Regions from separate parts of the Mus musculus genome. Here regions 1 and 3 are each linked to region 2. Evidence: chromatin contacts called from public Hi-C data. All regions are on one chromosome and are shown on one strand. The core of a region is the stretch at or near the end of the contact, and the rest is flanking DNA. Distances in the headings are between cores, read along the strand shown. Region 1 overlaps Gm31508 (predicted gene, 31508). Region 2 has its middle 12 kb from the start of Gm31333. Region 3 has its middle 22 kb from the start of Gm31508.

Region 1 (3,914 bases), core at 677-3,176, 150 kb after region 2:
CTTACTATGCAGCTGGAGAATGGCCTTGAACATATGATTCTCTCTGCTCCTCTTCCAGGCTCGCGCCACCATGTCTTGTTTACACGGGGCTAGAGAGCAAACCCAAGATTTTATACTTACCTGGCAAGCACCAGTCCCTACTACAGGGACCCATTTCAGCACCTGAATTTCTCAGTTAATGGCTGAGCGCTGGTGACATCTTAACTGAAACCGAGGCTATAGCATGACCAGGGTGGCACATGTCAGCAAAAGGCCTCAAAGAGATGCGCTCCAAGTGTAGCCTGAAGCTGTGTGGGGTGTGGAGGGAGGATTAATGGAGTGCAGAAGAGAGAGGAAAGAGAAGGCAAGCAGAAAAGATGCTGATAGGTAAAGGAAGGAGAGGGGTCAAGACAGAAACCATTGTTTGAAAAGAGAGGAGGCAAAGAAACAAAGGACAGATGCCTAGTAGCAGGTGGGTAGAAACAGGAGGAACTGCCTGAGGAAGGGCTGGCCTGGGTCTGGGTCCGTTCCACTTCCTACACAGGAAGAGGCATCATTGCCCTGTTCTCTGAGTCGGACCTCCCTGCAGAGTAAGCCCTTACTTACTCAGAGAGGGAGGCAGACACACCTCCCTCACCATAAAACCAAGGAGAGAACAGGAACCAGGACAGACAGGCAGCAAGGACAGTCAGACACAGAAGTTCTTGGCTGGCTAGAGCCCTCTCATAGACAGTCATGCTGCAGCAGGGCCTCTGCCCTTGACCCAGGACTCTAAACTCAATGGTGCACATAGGCACCAAGGGGCCCACCCCAAAGGTGTCTAGTACTGTATCTCTGAAACCTCAGTCTGTTGTACGTGTGTGTGTGTGTGTGTGTATGCGCGCGCATGCGCGTGCATGTATGAACATCAATATAATTACTGCTTCTACCCTGAAGAATTTGATTCTGTTTCTCCATCTTAGAAACACTCTAGTCACGCTCCGTAGCCAAGCTCTAGTGCATGGTGAATGAGACATTGCCTGCCCCTGGTGCTGTGTATTGTACAGCACAGCCTGCCACACTGTATGGTAGAGGACACAGTGACTGTGCATGGTGCTGTGTATTGTACAGCAAGCATGCCTGTGCACAGTGCTGTGTTGGACAGCAAAGCCAGTCACACTATACATTGTGCGCAAAAGCTTTTTGGCTTGCTGAAGCATTCCTGATGTGTTTAACCGCAGTTCCACCCCAACTCACCTCCTCCCTCAGCCCGTCTGGTTTCACCTCACCAGTGCATTCACACATCTCCATACACTCTCTATCCCACTTGTACCATGACCTACAAGTCACACCACCCACCTCCAACCCAGCCCCCTCCACCACCTCTCTACCCTCCCCACCTCCACCTACCCTTTACCTTCTGCACCCTTCACTGCACCCTCCCCCACCCACCCACCTGCACCTTAATTCTGCCTGAGCCTGAGCACAGCTCTCATCTCCAGTAAAGAGCTGCTCCCAGCCTCTGGCAGACCATTGTACTTCCTGTTCTCAGTGGCACAGCCCTTATGCCACCGCATTCCAGTCTATGTTATCCTTTGTCCACCCACCCCACCTCCTGTCTCCTCTCCTGTCCACAGAGAGCTCAGGACAGAGACTCTACAAACACCATCAGAGAAGGGCACAGTGGCTTGCCTGCAGGGGGAGCCACAGAGCCACCAGCTCAGACAGGACCCACCAAGGTCCAGCCAGGACACCCCACCAAGAACTGGAGTAGTTTTCTTTTTTCTTCTCATCTTCCAGGTCATCTCCCTGCCCTGCACCAGCAATGCTTTTTGAGAAGAAAGAAATACCGAGTTAACATTCCTTAACAGCAGATGTGCCATCATGTAGAAAATAAAGCTCTCCCTCGGCGCTCTGCGTTGGTGTGCCTCAAACAGTTCATTCTGGAACCTGTCGGTTTCACATGCTCTCTGTTGCCATGGTAATGCTTCAGTTCGAGCTGGGAAACACTGGCACACATTACAAAGGATGGCCCTGAGCCTTGCTCAAAAGTCCTCAAACTGAAATGGAGCCTTTACATGGAAGGCTGAGGCCTCTAATTCAAATGTTGGCTGACAGTGGCAAGCTCAAGGCAAACAGGTGCACACAGAGCTGAAAAGCTGTGGCTTCAGGACTTTTATTTGTCAAAGAACCATTGACCCCATTGCTGGAAATGTTTTCAAGACAGGGTATCTTTCTGCAGCCCAGTCTGGGTTGGAACTCACTATGTAGCCCAGACTGGCTGCAGGCTCTGAACACACTCTCTCTGCCTTTGCCCTACTAGTGCTAGAATTATAGACATGAACCACCATACCCAAACTTAGAAAAGATTTTAACACCTGCTTTGCCCTCTCTGCTTTCAGGCAAGAGGCACTTTATCTCACTATAATGACTTAAGGACCCAGAATCCATAAACATATCTAAATGAAGTCCTTGTGAGCACAGCACAGTAATGCCAGCTCATGGGCATCAGGCTTGGGACCCTGCTTCTCATGAGCTCTCACTAGCATGCCAAGTGTGTGTTCTCTCCCATGTGGAATGATCTCCAGGAATCTCCAAGGACAGCCAAGGAAAGGATAGATGGATGGATAGATAGATAGATAGATAGATAGATAGATAGATAGATAGATGAGAGCTGAGTAGATAGAATGCCAATACACTATGAATCTTGTTAGGTATGGAAGCATAGTCACATTTAAACCTTTTAGTTTTAAAGACACAGACAAAAGCATCTACAGGTGAAACAGGTGTCCGTTATTGACAGTGGTAAGCAGATAGGAGAATCTGATAACATATTGATAATTGTAGGTAAGGATAATGATTAGATTGGTTAATTGTGGTGTCTGTGCCTCTTCAAGTACATTTAAATTTTAAATTTTTTCATAACAAAATTTAAAAGAAAGATAGGAGACACATTAACAAAACCAAATTAAGACTTAGGGACTGTGGAGGAAGAGGGAGTAGAAAGACCTTAAAAACCAGAGATCAAAAAGGACTCTGGTGAAACAGTATTTTTTGGACATAAAAATACCACAGGACTCATGAACTCACAGCACATGTGGCTGTCCGCACAAGACCTGTACAAGAACAAGCCAGTCTGCAAGCTCACAACCTCCCACCTGTAGCTATGGAGCTATTGGCAGTTAATGGCTCCTTGGGAAGGCAGACTCAGTTTTCCTTAAGGGTGTATCTTCTGGTAGGTCCACAACTCTCCAGTGGGTGACCTCAAACCTATGTGAATATAGGGAGCACACACTGGATTCAGTGGGTCAGAGGAGGAGAAAAGGAGGAAAGGAGAGGAAGAGAAGGAAGAGGAGGAGAGGGAGGAGGAGAAACCCATATAAACAAGACTGGATCAGTAGCAGTATTAATGGACATATCAGTGTAAAAGGAAGAAAATTTCACAGGGTTCCACCCCTAGGCAAAGAACTGTAGGCAATTGGGCAATTCTTGACAGCTGGGATGAAAATTAGCCTTTCCAGCAATGAGTGCTTTTATTGGTTGTTCAATACAGAGTGATCAGCCTTGAAACCATATACATACAAGCATCAATGTGCGTGTGTGTGTGTACACAGATGTATATATGCACACACACACACACACACACACACACACACACACACACACACAATATAACCAGAGAGAAAGAGGCGATCATCTTGAGAGTGGGAGGGCATGGGAGGGATTTGAGGAGGATATCTAGAAGAGACTTGAGGGAGGAAAAGAAAAGGGGAAGCTGTATAATTCTATTTCAACTAAACACATTTTTTAAAAATATAAATTTCCCCATGCTTTTCTTGAATCTAATCCCTGGCTAACTCAGCCTTCCTACTTTTGTAACTAGATGCTGTAAACTAGTGGTGTTTAATACTGATTGTCAACTTGGTAGATCTAGAATCACTTCAGAGAGAAACCTT
Region 2 (4,335 bases), core at 1,460-3,959:
GTAGGCCACACATAGCCTCTGGTCTACAATATCACCCAGGTCTTAGTGTGGCTACAAATAAAGAGTTGCATTTTGAGCTTATAAATACACCGAGACCATCCTGTCACACTAGGGAGGAAGTCAGATCATCTCACATCCCATCCCATCCCATCCCATCCCATCCCATCCCATCCCATCCCACCTGCAGCAGGCTGGGGGGAACACAACCTCAGCAGAGCAGGAGAAAGACAGCAGACCCCACTGGGAGCAGAGGCAAAGCTGAGCCACCAACCAAGTTGGACACAGATCTTTTTCTCCTGAAAAATTCCTCAACTGACCACAAAGACACCACAGCTGACACTTCTTCTGAAGACGTGGACAGACATCAGATGGTGTCACTGTCTCAAGAGTGTGGCACAGAAGTCTCCATGCACCTGGCATCTTGCAGTTCACACAAGCAGGGTGTGAAGGAGGGGGGAACTAAGCAAGCCAACAACACCCATGTATGTCATCTGCTGTCTGCTGCCTCGTGCAGACAGGTGCTCTCGCTCCCTCTGCACACGGTGGCAGTGCTCTGTGACATTGTGAAATTCTCTCCACCTGCTTCTGCCTCTATCTCTCTCTCTCTCTCACACACACACACACACACAGAGGAGAGAGAGAGAGAGAGAGAGAGAGAGAGAGAGAGAGAGAGAGAGAGAGAGAGAGAGAGAGATGCACAGTGCAGACAGCTAGAGCTGGTCTCTGCAAGAATGCATCTGGTGTCAGTACCCTATGTGGAAAGCCACAGGCTGGCACAGCCAGGAGGAACCCTTAACAAACTAAGCAGAAGCCTTGCTACTCTGAGCTTTATATCTTCCCGAGAGAGACCTCTGAAGATAGTGCTCTCCCCTCCTACACTTTCTTTCCTTTGTCTGGTTTGTCTTCTCATCAAAGTGAGCACCCAGACCCAGGGAACATCGGCAGCCCTGGGGAGGTATAGCTAGCTGCTGGTCCCACTCTATCTCCTACCCCTTGATGGGGCCCCTTGTCCTACTTCCTCAAGGATCCATCTCTTGGAGCATCTTTGCAACCTCTGTTCCCAGAACGTTCTCAACCAGGGGCCGCATGAACCTGTCCTTACACACTGCGGTGAGGCTTTAGCATCCTGTGACTCCATGCTGTAGAGTCTAGAATCCATGTAAGGTTGTGACTCTGATGCTTTGAGATCCATGTGAAAACGTGAGTTAGAATGTTGGTTCCTAGACCTTCTGTTAACTATTTATGAAGGAAACCACTTCTGGTCAGGAGGAGCAGCACCTGTCAATCAGAAGGGCAGCACCTGTCAGTCAAGAGGGATGACACCTGTCAGTCAGGAAGGGCAGAAGGACAGCACCTGTCAGGAGAGCCAGTATCTGACAGGAGAGGAAGCACCTGTCAGGAAGGGCACCACCTGTCAATCAGGAGGGGTAGCACCTGTCAGTCAGGAGGGGCAGAAAGGCAGCACCTGTCAGGAGAGGCAGCACCTGTCAGTCAGGAGGGGCAGAAAGACAGCACCTGTCAGTCAGGAGGGGCAGCACCTGTCAATCAGGAAGGGAAGAGAAACAACACCTGTCATGAGGGACAGCACCTGTCAGGAGGAACAGTATTTGTCAGGAGGGACAGGAAGCAGCTGCCAGAAGTGCTAGGCAGTACCTGTCAAAAGGAACATCTGTCAAGGGGGACATCACCTGTCAGTCAGAAGGTACAGCACACTCCCCTCCGACTCTAACTGGGACATGGCCTGGCTCTATGCCCCAGGCCTTGGATGTGACTCTGTAGACAGATGGATGTCTATCTCTAAGACATCAGGATTCCTTCTCTTCCTCCCTGCAGGTTCTGTTACAGAGCTCTGTGAATACCCATCAGGGAAAGTGAATTCCCTGGACTGTGTAGAGGCCTGAAATTCCAAACTTCCCTAAATATAAGAGAGTTAATCCAGCTGGGAAGGCCGCCCCCGGCTAAGGGACCACCACTTAGGAAGGTGGGGCCACTCCAGGAAGGCCAATCTACCTTAAACTACACTGAGAAGGTGCAGGAACAGTTGCCCAGCTAATGAGATAATGTATTTTTCCTTATAAGAATTCCTGGTCCTGATCCAGCCACTACAAGTCCCCGTGAGGTCCTGCTACTCTCTCTGACTCAGGAAGTTATCATTACTCCCCTTTCTTCTCTTCTGTCTCTTTGAAATCCTCCGTTTCCCTTCTCTTCCTCTGAACACAGCTGTTTCTCTGGCACATGGCCGACCTTCATGCCAGCTTAGTTCAATGGAGTTTCTCTGCCTCCTCATCTCCTTCCCCAGGCAACTGATAAAATTTACAGTTTGCCTGTCGTGAGGTTTTTTTGTTTTTTTTTTTTTTAATTCTAATGAAATGGCCCTGGGGTTTCCTTTTAGTCCATTCTCAAATTATTTTATTGAGATCAAGAACCCCAAGAGAGGACCAATATGTGACAAGTCTTAGGGAACTCCCCTAAATGCCCAGTAACATTTCTGTGGATTCCTATTCACTCTACCATTTCCAAAGGCATGGGCTCCTGGTACCAAAGCTCAGCTCTGAGACAACAACCGGCTAAAGCTGCTCAACCCTCTTCAGGAGACGCGTGCCCTTGTGCCCTTGTGTGTCTTCCAAGCGGCTGGCTTCGATGCAGGGCTGCTGAGCGGGAGGCACAGCTGGTATGGTAAAGGAAGCCCTGGTGAAGATCCAGACTCCCCTGCAAAACCGTGACCAGACAGCAGGAGCCACTCTCTCACCAGAGCAGATGTTGCTAGATCCCCACCAGTGATGAAGCTGTCGGATGAGGTGCAAAGGTTCCCAAGGCCCCGTTGTTGGAGTAGATGGAAGCAAAGTCAGCAGAGTTCTGCCATCAAGACAGAAACGGATGAGGGGCCTCAACAGGGTCATCAAGGCTCTTGTTATAGTGGGAATACTTCATACAGGTCTAAACAAACATTGGCCTTCAGAATACCTTCAAACTGTAGCCATGGCAACAAAATACACAGGGAAGTATAGTGATAGCAAGGTCTGCTGTGGTCATAAGAGAGCTATTAACATTTCCTTTTAGAATTGGGGAAAGAGGAAACATTGTCAGACCCTCAACTGAGATTCTCCAGCAGCTGGGACACTGGAGCTGGGGCTTTCACTCATCACCCATGATGGAGTGGGGTTTTACAGTGAGACAGCCGCTTCTGAGTCAACCGTGCTTCTATAAGTAACCTGTCAGCTACGTGCCTATAAATAGTTCTAATAAACTCACTGGCTCAACCAAACCAGACCTGGAAAAAAAATAATTTCCTTCATATGTCGGTTCTCTATCCGGGGGAGAAAGCTATTTCTTTGTGTTTCCCTGGAAAAAAGAACACAACGGATTGGTAGCTGAACTGGGACATGACAGATCCAAGGATGAGTCTGGGAAGAGAGGTTGCATGTCTATCATGGATAATAAGAAATGCAGCTGAGGCTGGGCCACCTAAGAGTGGAATATCTGTGCCTGGATCCCAGGACCATCATCTTTTTCTGATGTAGCATGGAACAGTGAGCCTCCGTGACAAGGGGCCAACCCATGAAACAGAGATGGAAGGACTGAAAAATGTACCATACAGTACCTGAAAATAACACGTATGGAATGAGATTTCCAGGAAGCTCTGGTGGCAGTCGTATGCACCCTGAGATGTGTAATAAGACATACAACCGAGGTTGACCTATCTACCCATAGGGAACATGCCCTTGCAAGGAAGGAATTACAATGAGAAAGAGGGATGTGGGAGGCATCGCTTAGATTCGTCTCTGACTTAGCAGAAAAAAAAGGATAAGAGGAATAAGACATACTGATGTTCTGTTCCTCACAGCTCTGGGGAGTCATAAGGCAAAGAGCAAAAATTAGATCTGTCCTAAAGAAGCCCTCATGGGATCCAAAGCGTGGAACCAGTGGGAAGAATTAGACAGTGTAGAGAGTGAATGAAGTCTACATGATAGTGAGGACTGAGGGAGTTAGGCATGAGAAAGGTGGCAGTTGATGCCTGGCTCACCAGGCCAGACAGAACTATGCTTAGTGGAGAGGTGAGTAAAAGTTAATTTGGCAGAGACCTCAGGACTAGTGTGGGGCAGTTCGCAGCATTCTTGAGCCTTGTTGTGGGATAAAATCTTTCTGGCTGCTAACAACTCTGGCACATCTAAGTGATTGGCATGTAAATCAGGTTTGTGAAGTTCTAAAGCAATCAAGAGGGATGAAGAAAAAAAAAAAGTAGAGGTCATTTGAAAGCAAATGTGACAAGAATTATGCCAGGCTGGAGTTTCTATGGGAGAACTGGAGACAAATCACTTGGCTGGGGAACTTCCA
Region 3 (4,108 bases), core at 276-2,775, 240 kb after region 2:
CGGATACCACCTAGTGCTAAACTAACACCATACCAGCAGCAGGTTAGAACAATGCTAGTATACCACACTGACACCACACAAGTACCCCACTAACCATGCTAATCCCATGTCAGCACCATGCTAGCCATGCTAACATCACACTAACTATGCCAGCCCCACACTAGCACCACACTAACCACACTAGCACCACACCAAAGCCAGCAATATGTACCAATCACCGCAAAAGACCAGGCATCAGCTTTGCAAGAGAACACTGGACACCAGTGTGCTGGGACCTACATGCCACAATATGAACATGAACAGAGGAACGGCCATGGCAACCAGAGTGATAAATTAAACTTCTCATCCATGGCTCAGGATGAAGGTCCTCATCACAGCATGTGACAACAGACACCAAATCCTGCAGTGCCTAATACCCTCCTGGTGCCATGAAAATGCTTCTGGCCGCCACCACGCGCCAGCAGAGCTCAACAGAAGTAGCAGTAACCTGGTTAGAGCCACTGAAAGTGGAAACCTCGACACACTCTGGGTGCTCATTCATTCAGTAGTAGGCACACCTATATCTCTTTCATGCTTCCCTCACAGAAGTGCTCGGTAGAGAACAGCTACCACCATCCCTTCCCTGACTGGTACACACCGCTCCCAGAGTCATGGTCAACAGGACTTTTCCAGCATCTATCTCTTTTGCTTGCTCACTCTTGCTCTTTCTTTGCTATTGACAGTGCCACAGTCCACTTTAATAAAGAGGTGGACAGTCCATCTACAGTGACCTGTGGCTTCCTCATGTAGTGGCCCCATCTCAGGCACAGGGCAGGTAGTCATGGGTAACTCTGCCTCTTGATTACAAGGTACACAAAAGTGGTATAGAACCACACACACAGGCATAAATGGGCAGAGGCAGGGAATCTGTGTAGGGGGGGGGTGGTTTGTGTTATAGCTGGTAGCCTAGCTGTGACAATCTTAGAAGGTAGCCTACAATATGTTTTATGGAGAGAATCTGTGTAAAGAATCTACAGACCCTCCCTATTGTTGCTTACCTGTGAGCCTGTATTTGTAGCAAACTAAGAAGGTTTCTTAAAGCAGGAAACACACATTTCCCTGACCTTGAAAACAAAGTCTGACCTGCATTCTGGCTGGGCTAGGGAATGGGTGGCAAAAAAATGAGCTCTTAAGGCCTCATAGTCAGCTAGGACTAGAAACTGCTGTCCAGGGTACCAGTTTTCCGGCTTTGTCCCCTCTCTTCCCTAGAGAGGTGGGGGCTGGAGAGAGCAGCTTCCTATGGGCTTTGTTAAGAGAGCCCAGCGCAACACTAATGGCTAACAGAATCATTCAGGTGAATGACTTCCCTCCACTGGCACAACATGGGTTCTTAAATCAAAGCCTGGGCAGAGCTGTCTTCTCTCAGTGGCTCTCTTTGCTTCACTAAACCATATCGCTCAAGTGATCTGAGCAGGCTGTGTGCTGCTTCCCCCAGCACTGTGCCATGAAATCCTGTCTGCAGAGCTAGCACTCCCCGGTGGCTGGGCTAGATCCTTCCAGCTGTCAGTCAGAGTACCTGAGAAGGATTCTATTCAGGGCACTGCACCGTCAGAGGGAAGGCAGTGACGGGGAGTTGGGAGCCATGCTCTTTTTAATTATCTGCAGATCTCGACTGCAAAAATGATACTTCTGTCAAAGCGAAGGGTAACTAACGATTTTTCTGTGTGTGCTCAGCTGAGTGTGCCAAGAATTATGATAAGGGCGACACCTCATCTGCTCAGACCTTCCAAAGAAGGCTTGGGCTTCTCTCTCAATACTGAAAAGAAAAAAACAAAACAAAACAAAAAAAAAACAAAAAAAAAACCTACAAGTGAAATCTATGGGTCAGACCAGTGGACCTGTTTGATGGGGGTTAATGGAGACAAGAGATAACAATACCTCGCCACCACTCTGATGTTGCACTCAGTGGTCAAGTCAGGGAGAGACTCGGATCATCCAGGATCATCACACTTCACTCTGACTCCGCTTGTCTGAAGTTCAGGTGGTTTGTACCCAGACAGTACTCACAGACCTCCTACAGGGCCTAGGGACAGGCCCTCGTCTCCACCTGTGACGCTGCCACAGTGCCTTGGAGTCCTGCGTTCCCTCTGTACTCAGCTGGCCTGAGCATAGGACCAGGGACACTTACGTGTGGCCACAAGTGGGAGTCCCTTGTGTTCCTCTTGCCTTCCTCTCCCACCTGGCCATGACCATAGCCATCAGGTAAACTGCAGAGTGCATAGGGACTCTAATGTGCCTCACAGGTTTGCTTAGCATGCTGTGCATATCTGCAGCAGACCCAGAGAAGCACAATGCATTTATCAGCCCGGGCTCTATTATGGAACACAGCAGACCAGCAGCTTAGTCAGCAGACATTGACTTTTTTATAGTCCTGTAAGATGCAAGACCATGACCAGAGTGCCAACAGGGCCAGGTGCTGGAAAGTCCTTCTCTCTGCTTCCATACAGCACATGTCTTTAATGAGACAGATCACCCTGGCCTCTCTTTGCAACAGGGCACTGATCTTATGATGAGGACACCATCTATGGTCTCATTTCCAAATGCCATTACAATGAAGATTAAGCTAAAACATGTAAAGTTAGGAGATTAAATTCCATCTATGGCACACACTAAAATCACCTTGCATCGTGTGAGACAGTCCTTATGGTCCAAGCCCACCTCCTCCAGCTTTACACAAGGGCTTCTTAGCATATGCATGGTTTGCGTTTCTGACTTGAGTATCTGTGAGCAGACTGTCTGCTGTGCTCCAGGATGTGGTACGCCATGCCTGATCTCTATCCACTAGATGCCAGTAACACCCCATAACTGGGACATTCTAAGTTGTCTGCAAAGATTCCCAAAAGTCCCGAGGGCAGCAAGAACGCCTTGGTTGAAAACCACAGACTTAAAGAGAACTCATATCTCACAACATAGTGCGTACAGGATATAAGCTAAGATTACTCTTCAGCCTAGGAATCAGGAACATCAGATCCTCAAAGTTAAAGACAGCCAGCACATGCCAGCCTTGAGATGCATTCGGTTTCTGAATTATCTATTAATCTACATTCAGCTTTGATCGATGCGCTCCAGAGCTGAAGGTGAACACCAGAGAAACAGAGAAGGCTTCAAACACCTGCAGAGAAACAGCACTTACACCATGGAGATGTCGGAGTAGGAAAATGCAAACTATAGGAAGAAAAAAATCAGTCCCAGGATGGCTTCGGCTGAAGACTTCAGATAATTGGAGAAAGCTAAAGATGTTGAAGACAGTTGCATGTGGTCAATCTCATTAGGAAGACAGGGAAGCAAAGCAAAGCATGGGCTTTAAACCCAACGCAGGGCAGGGCGGGAGAGGGCAGGGCGGGAGAGGGCAGGGCGGGAGAGGGCAGGGCGGGAGAGGGCAGGGCGGGAGAGGGCAGGGCGGGAGAGGGCAGGGCGGGAGAGGGCAGGGCGGGAGAGGGCAGGGCGGGAGAGGGCAGGGCGGGAGAGGGCAGGGCGGGAGAGGGCAGGGCGGGAGAGGGCAGGGCGGGAGAGGGCAGGGCGGGAGAGGGCAGGGCGGGAGAGGGCAGGGCGGGAGAGGGCAGGGCGGGAGAGGGCAGGGCGGGAGAGGGCAGGGCGGGAGAGGGCAGGGCGGGAGAGGGCAGGGCGGGAGAGGGCAGGGCGGGAGAGGGCAGGGCGGGAGAGGCGGAGCAGGGGTGAAGAGACTGAACTGCTCTTGCAGAGGTCAGTTCCCAGCACCCACATTAGTGCCTTAAAACCACCTACACCTCCAGCTCCAGGGCATCCCATGTCCCAACGTCCTTCTCTGGCCTCTGTGGGCACCTGCACTCAGGAAGGAAGGAAGGAAGGAAGGAAGGAAGGAAGGAAGGAAGGAAGGAAGGAAGGAAGGAAGGAAGGAAGGAAGGAAGGAACATACTGGGTAATTTCAAACTCCTGACCAAGAAAACTCCCTGCCTAGATGGTCTTACTGCAATTCTGCCAGTGCCTAAGAGGGAAATGAAGCATATTAGACCACAACAGTACTCAGTTTACAAATCCAGCACTGTCTATGTCAACAGTATGCCGATGAGGAGACCAAACCCAGCCTTCA

What was found. Hi-C and Micro-C count contacts between places; a contact is called where the count stands out from the background.
Region 1: a Hi-C map of cerebral cortex shows a contact between it and region 2, with 2.9 times the contacts expected there. The contact joins two enhancer-like sites. A contact is called at or near these places in 5 of 484 Hi-C or Micro-C datasets (the N1E-115 cell line, cerebral cortex, embryonic stem cells and 2 more).
Region 3: a Hi-C map of cerebral cortex shows a contact between it and region 2, with 4 times the contacts expected there. The contact joins two enhancer-like sites. A contact is called at or near these places in 8 of 484 Hi-C or Micro-C datasets (the AML12 cell line, the N1E-115 cell line, cerebral cortex and 3 more) and 1 of 115 datasets of contacts at active chromatin or transcription factors (differentiating embryonic stem cells).

Annotation. Positions count from the first base shown.
Region 1 is chr12:28,972,688-28,976,601 of GRCm38.p6, reverse strand. The region is part of intron 1 of Gm31508 (predicted gene, 31508); the gene reads right to left. Among named protein-coding and RNA genes, the nearest start is that of Gm31508, 64 kb to the right of the region's middle. Within about 2 kb of position 1,926, at least 54 of the 459 cell types and tissues checked have an H3K27ac peak or open chromatin away from gene starts, as enhancers often do. A contact at or near this core is called in cerebral cortex, muscle stem cells and neural progenitor cells, where this site is marked.
Region 2 is chr12:29,127,440-29,131,774 of GRCm38.p6, reverse strand. No RefSeq gene overlaps it. Among named protein-coding and RNA genes, the nearest start is that of Gm31333, 12 kb to the left of the region's middle. Within about 2 kb of position 2,709, at least 23 of the 459 cell types and tissues checked have an H3K27ac peak or open chromatin away from gene starts, as enhancers often do. A contact at or near this core is called in cerebral cortex, muscle stem cells and neural progenitor cells, where this site is marked.
Region 3 is chr12:28,886,623-28,890,730 of GRCm38.p6, reverse strand. No RefSeq gene overlaps it. Among named protein-coding and RNA genes, the nearest start is that of Gm31508, 22 kb to the left of the region's middle. Within about 2 kb of position 1,525, at least 16 of the 459 cell types and tissues checked have an H3K27ac peak or open chromatin away from gene starts, as enhancers often do. A contact at or near this core is called in cerebral cortex, where this site is marked.